2 separate regions of the Oryctolagus cuniculus genome follow, and region 1 is linked to region 2. Evidence: chromatin contacts called from public Micro-C data. All regions are on one chromosome and are shown on one strand. Each heading gives the region's core, a stretch centred on a gene start, on an enhancer-like site or on the middle of the called end of the contact. The rest is flanking DNA. Distances are from core to core; before and after follow the strand shown.

Region 1 (5,945 bases), core at 579-3,078, 170 kb before region 2:
AGACCAACAGGGGTGGGGGCAGGTACAGGACACTCATAACAAGTACAGTCGTGCACAGCACTGACTTTCTGGTCAACAGACCACGTACACCACGGAGGCCCCAGAAGATGCTACCGCTGAAGAACGCCACAGCCAGCTCACGTTAGTGTAAGCACAGCCTGATGCCCAAACACAACCAAACTGCCCAGGCACATTCCTCAGCGCCGACCCCTGCCATCAGGCAGCATGTGAATGGAACTGCACGTGAAGGCTAAGAAAACGTCTCAGCAACGGGGAAATGAGGTTCACCACCCCAGAGAGCAGCTGCTCGATCTTGCTCAAGGAGTGAGGATTTTCTGCCCTTGGTGGATAACAGCCGTGCCACCGAATTTCACTGCGCACCTACTATGTGTCGGGCACTTTTCCAGAGCCACAGTCCGCGGCAGTGAACACGTACGATCCCTGTACTCGGAAGCTGACGTGCACTTCCACGACCCCAGGATGCACTTTCTCCTCACGCAATGAGCAGTGTCAGAGTTTAGTTGCCACCATTTTTTCTTTCTAAATAGTACATAAAATATTGGGGCCTCTTACACTTCACAGTGGATGACCTGGATTTACATTCAAAGTCATGCTGTGAACAGGAGATGTACTAGATCTTTTTCAAAGTGTAAGAAAACACAAAAAAGGAGTACATGTTTTAGATGGAAACAAGGCCTGTCAACGCGTGTGCTTCTGGAGTCCGTGAGCTACAGATTCAGGTTCACGTAATAAGGCAGCTTCTGGAAAGATGCATGCATCTTTTACCTTTTTTTTTTTTTAATTTATTTATTTGAAAGGCAGAGTTACACAGAGAGAGCAAGATCTCCCACCCATTGGCCGTGGCTCTCTCTCTAAATGTCAGCGAAGTCGGGAGCCAGGAGCCTCCTCCAGGCCTCCCACTCGGGTGCAGGAGCCCAAGCACTTGGGTTTCTTCCGCTGCCTTCCCAGGCCATCGGCGGCTTTAACTGCTTTGCCACAGCACCGTCTCCCAAGTTTACTTCGTAATGCAAGATATAAGGTCACCCACATTTTCTTTATGCAAAAAAAAAAAAAAAAAAAGCTATTTATTGTAAACCACACAAATGCTATGAGCGGGTTTGTGCCACAAACCTTATTGAACCATTCAGGGCTTTTCTTTTTAGCCAACGATAACGTCGTAACAAATCCAGCTAACATTCCCACTGCAGCAACGGTGCCGAGGAAAATTCCACCTGCCAGGCGTTTGGGGAGGGGAGAGTTAAAAAAAAAAAAAACGTTAAAAAGATGCACACAAGTCTCAGGTACTAATAGAATCTCATTCAAAGTCACTCTAGAAATTCGAGACGTCACGGCCCCATGTTATTGGAGAGGAGAACGCTGCGACACCTTCGTGACCTGTGGCTCCTGCGGTCACTCGGGGGCGTCGCTCTCCAGTGCGGACGAGGGACGCAGGTTCCCGTCCCCTCTCCCCCAGGACCGCGGAGCCACGTTTCTCCCGGGGAGGAGAAGAGAAACGGCAGCAGCCACAAAAGGCAGGGCGAGGGACAAATCGCTGAGGGGATAGGGGAATACGGCCCTCAGGGGAGACGAGCTCGCGGGAGACCCGAGGCCACGCGACCCGGCCGCCGCCCGCAGAGCGCGATCACCCCTCCACCCGGAAGCCCGCACCGCGGTTCACCTTTCACCACGAAAAGCCGGTCGTCCGCAGGTCCCGGGGCCTCCAGCCGAGCCCTGGCCGGCGCAGCCCCAGCGCCCGCGGTGTCCATGTTTTAAGTCCCCCACCACCGAGTCCGCTCCCAACCGGGCCCGGGTGGAAGCGAGAGCGAGGCGGAGGAGAAAGGTTCCGCGGCCGCGCGTCCCTGTGCAACTTGAAGACGGGTCCGGAGTCCGGCCGGGGTCCCCAAATCTTCCCGCTCGCGCTGCGGCGGGGCCGGGGGTGGGGGTGGGGGGGCAGAAGGTATGTAGGGGCTGCAGGCGGCGTCCTCGCCGCCTATCGCAGGGTTTCAATAATTACTTGCCTGGTTTGAAAGAATGCAGAACCCTGACTCCAGGAGGCACCGGGGGTCGCTGATGGCCCCAGGTTCCCAGCCCCAGCTGGTTGGAGGATGCTGGAACCAAAGCAGGCCCTGGTCTCTTCTCTGCCGTCCTCCTGGAAATTCGCTAGCGGTCCTCCCTGGGGAGAGCGGACCTTCTGGGAAGCCTGGGCAGCCCGGCCAGCGTGGGGTGCCAGCCCCGGGGCGGGGGCGCTAAGGTCTTGCACGGGGACAGGCCTGGCTTCTGAGGGGCCTAAGACCCGGGCGTCCGAAGACAATGCGGCGCTCTGCCTGTCTTTCTCTGCCCCCAACACTCTGGGGCAGGAGTTTCCTGAGGAGGGGTGGGGACCCACATTCATTTTTATATTTCTCAGCTTCCAGCGAGTTGTCTGTCGTGCGTCATAAATGCATGTTGGATGAATGAGTAAACGAATGTATTCCTTTTAAATGCAGGTAATAGCTGAAATCTGGGGCCAGCCATTGTTGGTGCAGTGCGCGAAGCGCTGCCTCGGTGGCTGGCATCCCCTAGGAGCGCTGGCTGGCATCCCAGCTGCTCTGCTCCCCAGCCAGCTCCCTGCTGGTGCACCTGGGAAAGCAGCTGAGGATGCCAAGTGCTTGGGCCCCTGCACCCATGTGGGAGACCCAGAGGCTTCCTCCTGGCTCAGTCCCAGCCATTAGGATCATTTGGGGAGTGAACCAGCGGATGGAAGATCTCTTTTTCTGTCTCTCCCTCTCTCTGTCACTCTGCCTTTCGAATAAATAAAGTTTAATAATGATGATAGTAACTTAAAACCTGAGTACAGGCCCTAAACTACATCTTAGCTTTGTCACCTTGGGGTTACTTGGTTTCTCCAGATCTCAAACTCCTCAACTGTAAAATAAAGGAAGGCTTGCGGCACCGGCACACCGGGTTCTAGTTCCCTTCGGGGCGCCGGATTCTGTCCCGGTTGCCCTTCTTCCAGGCCAGCTCTCTGCTGTGGCCAGGGAGTGCAGTAGAGGATGGCCCAAGTGCTTGGGCCCTGCACCCCATGGGAGACCAGGAGAAGCACCTGGCTCCTGCCATCGGATCAGTGCTGTGTGCCGGCCGCAGCACGCCGGCCGCGGCAGCCATTGGAGGGTGAACCAACGGCAAAGGAAGACCTTTCTCTCTGTCTCTTTCTCTCACTTTCCACTCTGCCTGTCAAAAATAATAATAATAAAAAAAAAGGAAAGAGCTTCCTTGTCTTAGTCTGTTTTCTACTGCTAACACCAGCATAGACTGGATGTACTGTAAATGGAAACAGCTTATTCCACTCAGTTCTGGAGGCTGGGAAGTTCAAGGCTGAGGGGCTGAACCTGGTGAGGGCTTATGAACTGCATCACATGTGGAAGGCATTACAAGATGGGGGGCAGGGGAGAGGCCAGAGCTCATCAGAATTCATCACACCCCTGCTCCTGTAATAACAGCAGTAGTCTGCTCATGAGGGCAGAGTCCCCATGGCAGAAGTACCTCCCGATACTATCACTGTGGAAATTCAATGTCAAGTTTTTGAAGTGCACCATAGCACCACCTCATAGAGTTGCTGTGAGAATTATATGAAGCAATGTGCAATAGAGAAGTTAGCACAAAGCCTGGCACAAAGAAGTACTCCATAAATATTAGCTCTAATTATTGTCACCTTTGATTGCACTACTGTTTTAGTAGAATTCTTTGAGATTTTTAAAAATAACAGATGCCCAGGGGCCGGCACTGTGCCCACTGCCTGTGGTGCCGGCATCCCATATGGGTGCCGATGTGAGTCCTGACTGCTCCACTTCTGATCCAGCTCCATGTTAATGTGCCTGGGAAAGCAATAGAAGATGGCCCAGGTACTCGGGCCTCTGCATCTACGTGGGAGACTCGGAAGAAGCTCCTGGCTCCTGGTTTTGGAACAGCCCAGCTCCGGCCATTGCTGCCATTTGGGAAATGAACCAGCAGATGGAAGACACCTCTCTCCCTCTCCCTCTCCCGCTCTCGCTCTCTCAAGGAAATAAATAAATCTTTAAAGAATAAAATAGATGCCCAGGACCTCCCCTGGAGATTAAGGCTCTGAGGTGGAGGGCAGGGAATGGTTTAAAAGCTCCGTGAGGGTAAGGATTATGAGTCGGGACTGAGAGCCTCTGTTCAGTTCTCATTTCTTCGTGGATGCGCTCCTGCGGAAGCGTTTGACCCTTGGACCCCTCAGTGCCTGAAAGGGCCCTTTGCACTGGTAATACTGAGCTAGCTTGTTGAAGTTCCAAAGACCAAGCCTTACTGCTTCCCCTTATACATAATGCTGACCACGGCTGCTAGGATTTGTCGAGTGCACGCTGGATGTCTGGAATCACGCTAAGTGCTTCAAATATGTTACCTCATTTAATGCTATCCACGAGCTCCGAAAGACTAACTTGCTCAAGCTCACACAGCTGTCAAGTGGCGGAGCCAAGACTGAAAAGCAAGTCCTTCCTTAGCCACAGTGCCCGTGTCCCCAAGCCTGCAGGTGATCCCTGGAAGGGCTTGGTGAACACAGATAGCCGGGCCACATTCCCAGCATTCTGCATTGTGGGGGGGGGAGGGTGGCGCTGAGAACTCGTGTGTCTAACAAGTGCCCAGGTGACATGGACGCCATGGGCTCCACTTGGAGACCGTCTTCTCTGCACCTGACTCCTACAGCCTGCACCTCTTCCAGTCCGCACCAGGCACTGCCACTCTAGGACATCGGTTCTCCCAGTCTGCTCAGAGGGATACAGGGCAAGCCTTGCCCTCTGTGCTTGGCGGTCTCTCCCCTGGAGGCACAGAACAGCTTGAGGATGACGTCACTGTTTACTGTAGGGAGCAGAAGCAGAGACTCTGCATCCAATGCAGGCGAGTTGCAGAGTCCTGACTACAGAACTGTGAGAGTGACGACGACTCCTGTGGGACCCCCGTCTGCTTTCATTCTGCAGGGTGTGGCTCGCGGACCTCTACCTTCTTTCTCACGCCCCTCTCTTCTGCCTGAAAGCTCCTTTCCCAATATACACAGGGCTGAAAGGTGATGAAAGCAAACCAGTGGTTGCTCTTGAGCCAGGGGGAGCAGCTGGCATTGTGGTGATGCCTGCTGGATACACACCACAGCATGGAGTGACTGACTGGATACGCACCACAGGGCAGACTGACTGAAAGCCCCTGGGACAAGGCACGTCTGTGGGAGAACTAGAACCTTCCTCATGAGCCCCAGGTGCCTGCGGTATGGCTTGCTCTGTGCTGGGGACCAGGAGATGGTGTTTCAAGAGCCCTACATGGGGGCCAGCATTGTGGCACAGCAGGTGAAGCTGCCACAAGCAACGCAGGCATCCCATGTGAAAGCCAGCTGGAGTCCCCGCTGTGCCACTTCCCATCTAGCTCCCTGCTAATGTGCCTGGAAAGGCAGCAGAAAATGGCCCTAGTGCTTGGGCCCCTGTACCCATCCAGGAGACCTGGATGGGGTTCTTGGCTCCTGGCTTTGGTCTGATGCAACCCTGGCCATTTATGATCATTTGGGGAGCAAACCAGCAGATGGAAGATCTGTGTGTGTGTGTGTGTGTGTGTGTCTCACCCTCTCTGTAACTTTGCCTTTTCAAATAAATAAAACAAATCTTAGGAAAAAAATAAAGGAGCCCTAGATGCCTGAAAACACAGGACAGATGGTCCAGGGTCCTGAGATTGGCACCGTATTTCAGGTGTCTCAAGTTAGAATGCTGACAGAAAGCTTTTTTTTTTTTTTTTAAGACAACGTTACCTAAGGCGTCTTATTTCCACAAGGCACACTTTCGGTACTTCAAGTACCGCCAGATTAACAGGTGAGCTTCAGGAATTCTAAAGTCACATGCACGCTTGTTCCTGCAGGAAGGCAGGCTGCACACCCCTGGCAGGCTTCCTGCACGCATTCGGAGCAG
Region 2 (5,864 bases), core at 421-2,920:
AAGCTGTAGCATCAACTTCTGTGAAGGAGCTGAGTGCGGATTTCTACATTAACAGGTAATTTGTGAAACTCAGACATCAAAGGCTCAAGTCAGCCATTTTCATGGGGAGTCCCCAGGCCTCCAACCCCTCCCTTGCTTTGGCTCAAGTCTCACTAGGGAGGTACTTTATTCACAAGTGGCTGGCACCCCCATTCACAGCTCTGGCTCCCTCAAGGGGCAGACACAAGGATGCACTCGTATGCAGCGTGGGCACGGGTTGGCCGAGAGTGTCTGAGGGGTAGAGCGTGCAAGCGGCAGGTGTCCCAGACGGGTCGCAGTCCTCAGGGTGAGTCATCTTGATTATGTACTGAGCTCTTGCGCACAGTCGCTGTTTGTTTGCAGAAGTGCTCCAAGCCTCACGCTCAGCGACTGGGGAGGCCTCCTGCTTCTCCACCAGGGCCGCCCAGCAGTCTGAGTGCACCAGTGCCGACAGCCACCGCCCCCTCGCCCTCAGCCGGGTGCTGCCTGAGTGCCTGGCATTGACTCGGGCCCCAGCCATGCAGGTGGGCACAGCTGTCATCCTCACCCCCGTGGAGGAAATCAGCCTCCTCTCATCCCCTCTGCCACCACTTGAGTCTAAACCACCAGCACCTCCCTCGGGAGCGCAGGGGCATCCTTGGTGCTGGGGCCAGACGGCTCCTCTCCGGGTTCAGACCCTATCTGGCACCACCTCCCCAGCTTCTGCCTGGCCCCTGCACTTGACCCGGAGTTCCAGCCTCCCGGCCAGAAAACATGTCCAGAAAACATGGGTGCCTTTTCCTATCTGTCTGCTCCCTGCCCTCAGAGGGGGCTCTCTGACCCAGTGGCTCAGCCAGTTCTATGATTGGCCAGTGACCCTTGGGGCAGATCCTACATCTTGGGGGTCGGGCAGCTGGCGCAGAAAGGGCACTCTGATGAGTGTCCCCTGAATGATGCCATTGTTCCAGCTCCTGGAAATGTTGCAGTGAGTGACAGAAAGGCCCTGCCCTTGTGCAGTTGACAATGTGGAATGAGGAATCCATAACTTCAACCCTGTAAAGGTCATATTGGTGCTGAGAGCAGTCATGGGGCGACAGGCAGGTGAGGTGTGCCAGATTGGCCCGTCCAGAGGGGTCTGACCTTAGATGAGATGGCCATAAGTAGGGAGTGGAGGGAAGGGGAGCAGGGACGCTCTGGCTGCGACGTTGCAGGCATCTGTGCTCCAGAAGCAAAGGCCTGGCGTGTTCTCAGTGCAGCAGCGAGGCAGGGGCAGAGCTAGAGTTTGGGGTCCGGCTCTGGATGCAGTGGCGCCCCCAGATGTAGGTGCACACTCGGGGAGGCGCGTGTCCCTTAGCTCTCGTGACTGCTCACCTGAGTCTCTCCCACCCCGCAGTGAGCCCCGTGAGTGAGGACACCTCCCACTGCTGCCCCCACCACGGCCCGCCTCTGTACCCCTGGTACCAGCGCGACACCTGGCACGGGGCAGGCACTTTGGATGCACACACGAATGAAGGAGACTCAGGCCAAGAAAATGACCGTGTGCTCTGGGTGGTCAGTGGCCTCCAGCTCTACTCTTCCCAGCACCCACGCTCGGGGGTGGCAGCAGTAGTGGGATTCGTACAGCTTTCTCCCAACATCTGAGTCATCTCCCAAGCCCCCCTCCCCCCACCGCCTCCTACTCCCTCGTTCTCTCTCTCTCTCTCTGATCCTCCTCTTTCTTCTCTCCCACCCCCAGATTGTTTTCTGGAACACTGAACAGGTTCTGATGGCTGCCTCTGTGCTCCCTTGTCGCCCTCGCCCTCTCAGCGCGGGAGTGCCGCTTGCCTTGAGGAAGTCTGCGTGTGTGCCGGGCTTGGCCATGGTTCCCGCGGAATCAGCCCTCCCAGCTGTGTTTGGGTTTCTGGCCCTTCCGTGGGGCTCCAGCTCCCTCTGCTCTCTTCTCTGGGCTCTGAGCACCGGCCAGGTTGGAGAGGGAAACCCAGCCTTGCCAAGCCTCCCTTTCCTTCCTCTCTCTTCCTCCTCTGCCAACAGCCCTGTGGAGGAAACGGGCGCTCCCAGTCCACTAGGAGGCAGGAAGGAAACGTGGCAGGGGGCAGGAGTCCCACGGGTCCCACAGAGTAGATAACCATCCGGAGACCACAGGCGGGCCCATGACCTCGTGCTGGAGGCCAGCGCACAGGCAGATAAACAGCACCGCAGCCCAGCAGGAGACGGCGTCTCGGGGCTGGCAGCATCCACTCAGGGCTGTTCCCGGCGGGGGTGGGGACCCTGTGCACACAGGAGAGGGTTAGCACGCCAAGCAGATGTGTGTTCTGGGGAAGCGGTCAGCAGCATGAGAGCTCCTTGCCAAGCCGTGGGCCCACAGCTGTTAGAAACGACCCAGGACAGCCTGAGCTCGGATGTGACGCTGAGGCCGAGGGCACCATCGGGTCAGCTCTGTGGCGCGTGGCTCTCTGCCAGAGAGCTTCTCTCCCGGCTCAGGGATACTGTCCTGTGCGTCTCGGGCATGTGGGCTAAGAAGCCTTTCCTGGGACGTGGCCACCTGGGCTCTGGCCACTGCAGGTCCACCATCTTGGCTGGCAGTGGACCTGCTCACACAAGTGCTGCAACCCCGTCCTTGGCCGGGGACACCCTAGGGGAACTGGTCCTCATCCACCGTCACAGGCTGGGGCCTCCATTCTGTCAGCAACAAGCCACACTCAGATAACAGGGCTTTAGTGCCAGCCAAGAACCAGCATCAAGGAGGGATCTTTTTTTTAAAAAAAATGTTTTTAATTTTTTATTTGAAAGGCAGAGTTCGAGGCAAGGGAGAGAAAGAGATCTGCCATACACTGGTGCACTCCCCAAATAGCCACAATGGCTGGGATTGGGTCAGGCCAAAGCCAGGAACCAGGAGTTTTTTCTAGGTCTCCCACGTGGGTGCAGGGGCCCAAGCACTTGGGCCATCTTCCACTGCTTTCCCAGGTGCATTGGCAGGCAGCTGGATCGGAAGTGGAGCAGCCAGGACTAGAGCCAGAGCGCCTATGGATGCCTAGGTCACGGGCAGAGGCTTATCCCACTGGGCCACAACACTGGCCCCAAGGCGAGACCTTACGTGGGTTTGGAACATACTTGTTTTCAGGGTCATGGCTCGCCCTTGACCCTTGGGCTGCCATGGACACTTAGCTTCCTCACCCCGAGCCTCCGTGGCTTCAGCTGGGAGATGAGTGGGCTGGACTTAATCATGTGAGAGCCTTTTCAAATCTTAATGTTTCCAAGATGCTGAGGCCGGAGGTCAGGGGAGGCTGCTTGCGTGCCTTTGACTGTGACGTGCCATGCCCTGCTGTGGCCTCCTTGACAAAGAATGCAGGGCCAGCCGTCCGTGGGCACCGTCCCTTCCTTGCCGCATCCTCTGCCCTTCTGACCTCCTTTTCTGCCTCCGTCCTGCCTGGCCTGGTGGCTCTGAGACTCTGTGGGGACGTCCTAACGGCAATGACGATGAGGCCGCCTCCATCCCTCCGTGGAGAGGGGCAGGCAGTGTGGTGCTCTTACTTCCTGTGGAACATGATACGCCTGAGGCTCAGAGAGGGCAGCCAGGATGGGGCCTGAGCTTCAAGGCCCCTGGAGTTCCTTGTGGACCCCGTGCAAGATGCCAGAGCCTGCAGGTGGATTTTTGTGCGGGGCCATGCTTGACTTTTTCCTGGAGATGCCGGGCTCTGGGAGAACACCCATTCTGGTAAAACCTTTTGTTCCAAGGCAGTTTGCTTTGTTCCATTAGGGAAGTTTAAGAGGAAATAACTTCTTAGGAATCTAGTAAATACAAAGAGAGAAAATGTCCAGTTCTGTTTTACGAGCCCTGGGTCCCCAATCCATCTCATTTCCCAAATGCATGCTCTCAAATCCATTTCATATCCTGAACAAATGTTGTACATTTAAATACCACCAGGGACAGCGAAGCCCACAGGGTGGTGACAGTGCATGTGGACGGCTTGAAAATCCCTTCTCAACCCATTGGCCACACAGACACAACACTTCCTCATCTCAGGAGTTACTCAAAATCTCGCGACTCCCTCTGGCATCTCAGCTTTCCTCGAAGCTGCCTCAGGCTGCTCTGTGGGGCCTCCTGGATTTGCTTGTCCTTCCTTTCTTTTTTAAAATTCCTTTCTTTATTCGAAAGAGTTACACAGAGAGAAGGAGAGATAGAGAGAGATCTTCCATCAGCTGGTTCACTCCCCAGATGGCTGCCATGGCCAGAGCTAGCCAGGCTGAAGCAGAGTTTCTTCAGGGTCTCCCCACATGGGTGCAGGGGCCCAAGAACTTGGGCCATCTCCCACTGCTTTTCCCAGGCCATTGGCAGGGAACTGGATTGGAAGTGGAGCAACCGGGATTTGAACCGGCACCCATATGGGATGCTGGTATTGCAGGCAGTGGCTTTAGCCTCTGCCCCACAGCACCGGCCCCTGTCTCCTTTTAAACCAGTGTAGCAAAGAGTGTGCCCAGAGAGGTTTAGAGCTGTTTTCAAACCCCTCTGCCTCCGAGATTCCATGCTTAGGGTCCTTGCCAAGCACACAAGGAACACAAATTCTATTTCTTGGAGCATTTAAATGGGCTCTCGTTGTGTTGTCCTGTGATGTTTTAATGAATGCAGTCTGAAAGGGGGATGGCATGCAAGCTTTATGCACTTACTGTTTCATTCATTTCACAAATGTTCGATGCACCTGCCCAGAGTAGGCGCTGAGCAGTGGCTCCGTTCACCAGGTCCATGTCTGTCCAGGAGCTGTGGCACCCAGAGAGGCAGGGCCAGCACACGTGGATGTTGACAAGCAGAGTCAGTGGGTGCCACCGCCTGAAAGGGCAGCACCCAGCACCCATCAGGGACCCGGGGAGCAGGAGAGCGAGGATGTGCAGGGTTGGAGGATGCATGGACACGCTGAGGGGTCCATGGGGCTTTGTCAAAGAGGCCTTCCTCGAGGCAGAGAAGAAAGATAATGCCAGGGGATTTCGGGAGGCATTGAGAGGTCCAGTTTCATTCTCCCCTCTGAGTTCTGGGACATGCTATTGGGAATAGAGTGGGTGTAAGGTAGGCCCAGGGCTCCGTCCATCCCCTGGCAGCAGGGGGAATTTGCAGGTCTGGGAGGGGGGAGAGTAACACCCAACGTGGGGCTTGAGTGACATAAACAGTCATGAAGCATGGAGCTTGCACAGTGCATACCTTTGCTGCTGCCAGCACCAGCCGCGTGGAGCAAGGGGGTCCATGGGGCACCAGGTGGGAGGTGCTCAGCCAAGTTAGCTCGGAGGGGCTGCTGAAGTCGAAGATCTGAGCATGTGGTGCTGCGGAGATGGGCTGCTGGAAGACAGGGTGATGCGACACGGCGGGCGCCTGTGACACAAGCAGACAGTGTCCCCATGCGCATCTGCAGACGTCAGCGGTGTGTTTGCTGAACTGCAGGCCTCCTGGGACACGGATGGCGGCCACGTAGCTTTGGACCTGTGGGCCCCGCGATGGGCAGCCAGCACACAGGTGCACCAGGCTCGTGCACACTGGTGCACATGGTGCACGTGTGTAGTGCAGGCAGCCCTGGGGGTCTGCGGCCCCAGGGCTGGCCAGGGTGATGTCCCATAGCACGGTGCTGTCATGCTGGGTGGTGAGTGCCCTCTGGATGGCTGGATGAGGCCAGCTCTTCTGGAAAACAGCATGCTCTCCTTATAAAGCAGCGTTTTCCAACAGGAAAAAAAAAAAAAAAAGCAAAGCACTGACGGGAGAGAGACCCGGATTTCTGGTATTCCTTGTGAGCCACGTACTCCAAAGGGCATCTAATTATGACAAGCTAACCTTTTACATTTCCTCGTTCTCAGTCTCAATTTAAAATGCCCGTCGTCTCGGCAGT

Evidence for each region. Hi-C and Micro-C count contacts between places; a contact is called where the count stands out from the background.
Region 1: a contact with region 2 is called in a Micro-C map of ear pinna, with 2.0 times the contacts expected there. The contact joins the promoter of TMEM242 here to the enhancer-like site in region 2. A contact is called at or near these places in 2 of 6 Hi-C or Micro-C datasets (ear pinna and an unstated tissue).

Annotation. Positions count from the first base shown.
Region 1 is chr5:10,297,646-10,303,590 of mOryCun1.1, reverse strand. TMEM242 (transmembrane protein 242) reads right to left here and starts at 1,828. Exons shown (of 4, transcript XM_002714955.5): 1 at 1,679-1,828; 2 at 1,132-1,232. The coding sequence starts at 1,766.
Region 2 is chr5:10,127,132-10,132,995 of mOryCun1.1, reverse strand. All of the region lies in intron 1 of ZDHHC14 (zinc finger DHHC-type palmitoyltransferase 14), which reads left to right. Among named protein-coding and RNA genes, the nearest start is that of ZDHHC14, 110 kb to the left of the region's middle. Within about 2 kb of position 1,670, at least 3 of the 8 cell types and tissues checked have an H3K27ac peak or open chromatin away from gene starts, as enhancers often do. A contact at or near this core is called in ear pinna, where this site is marked.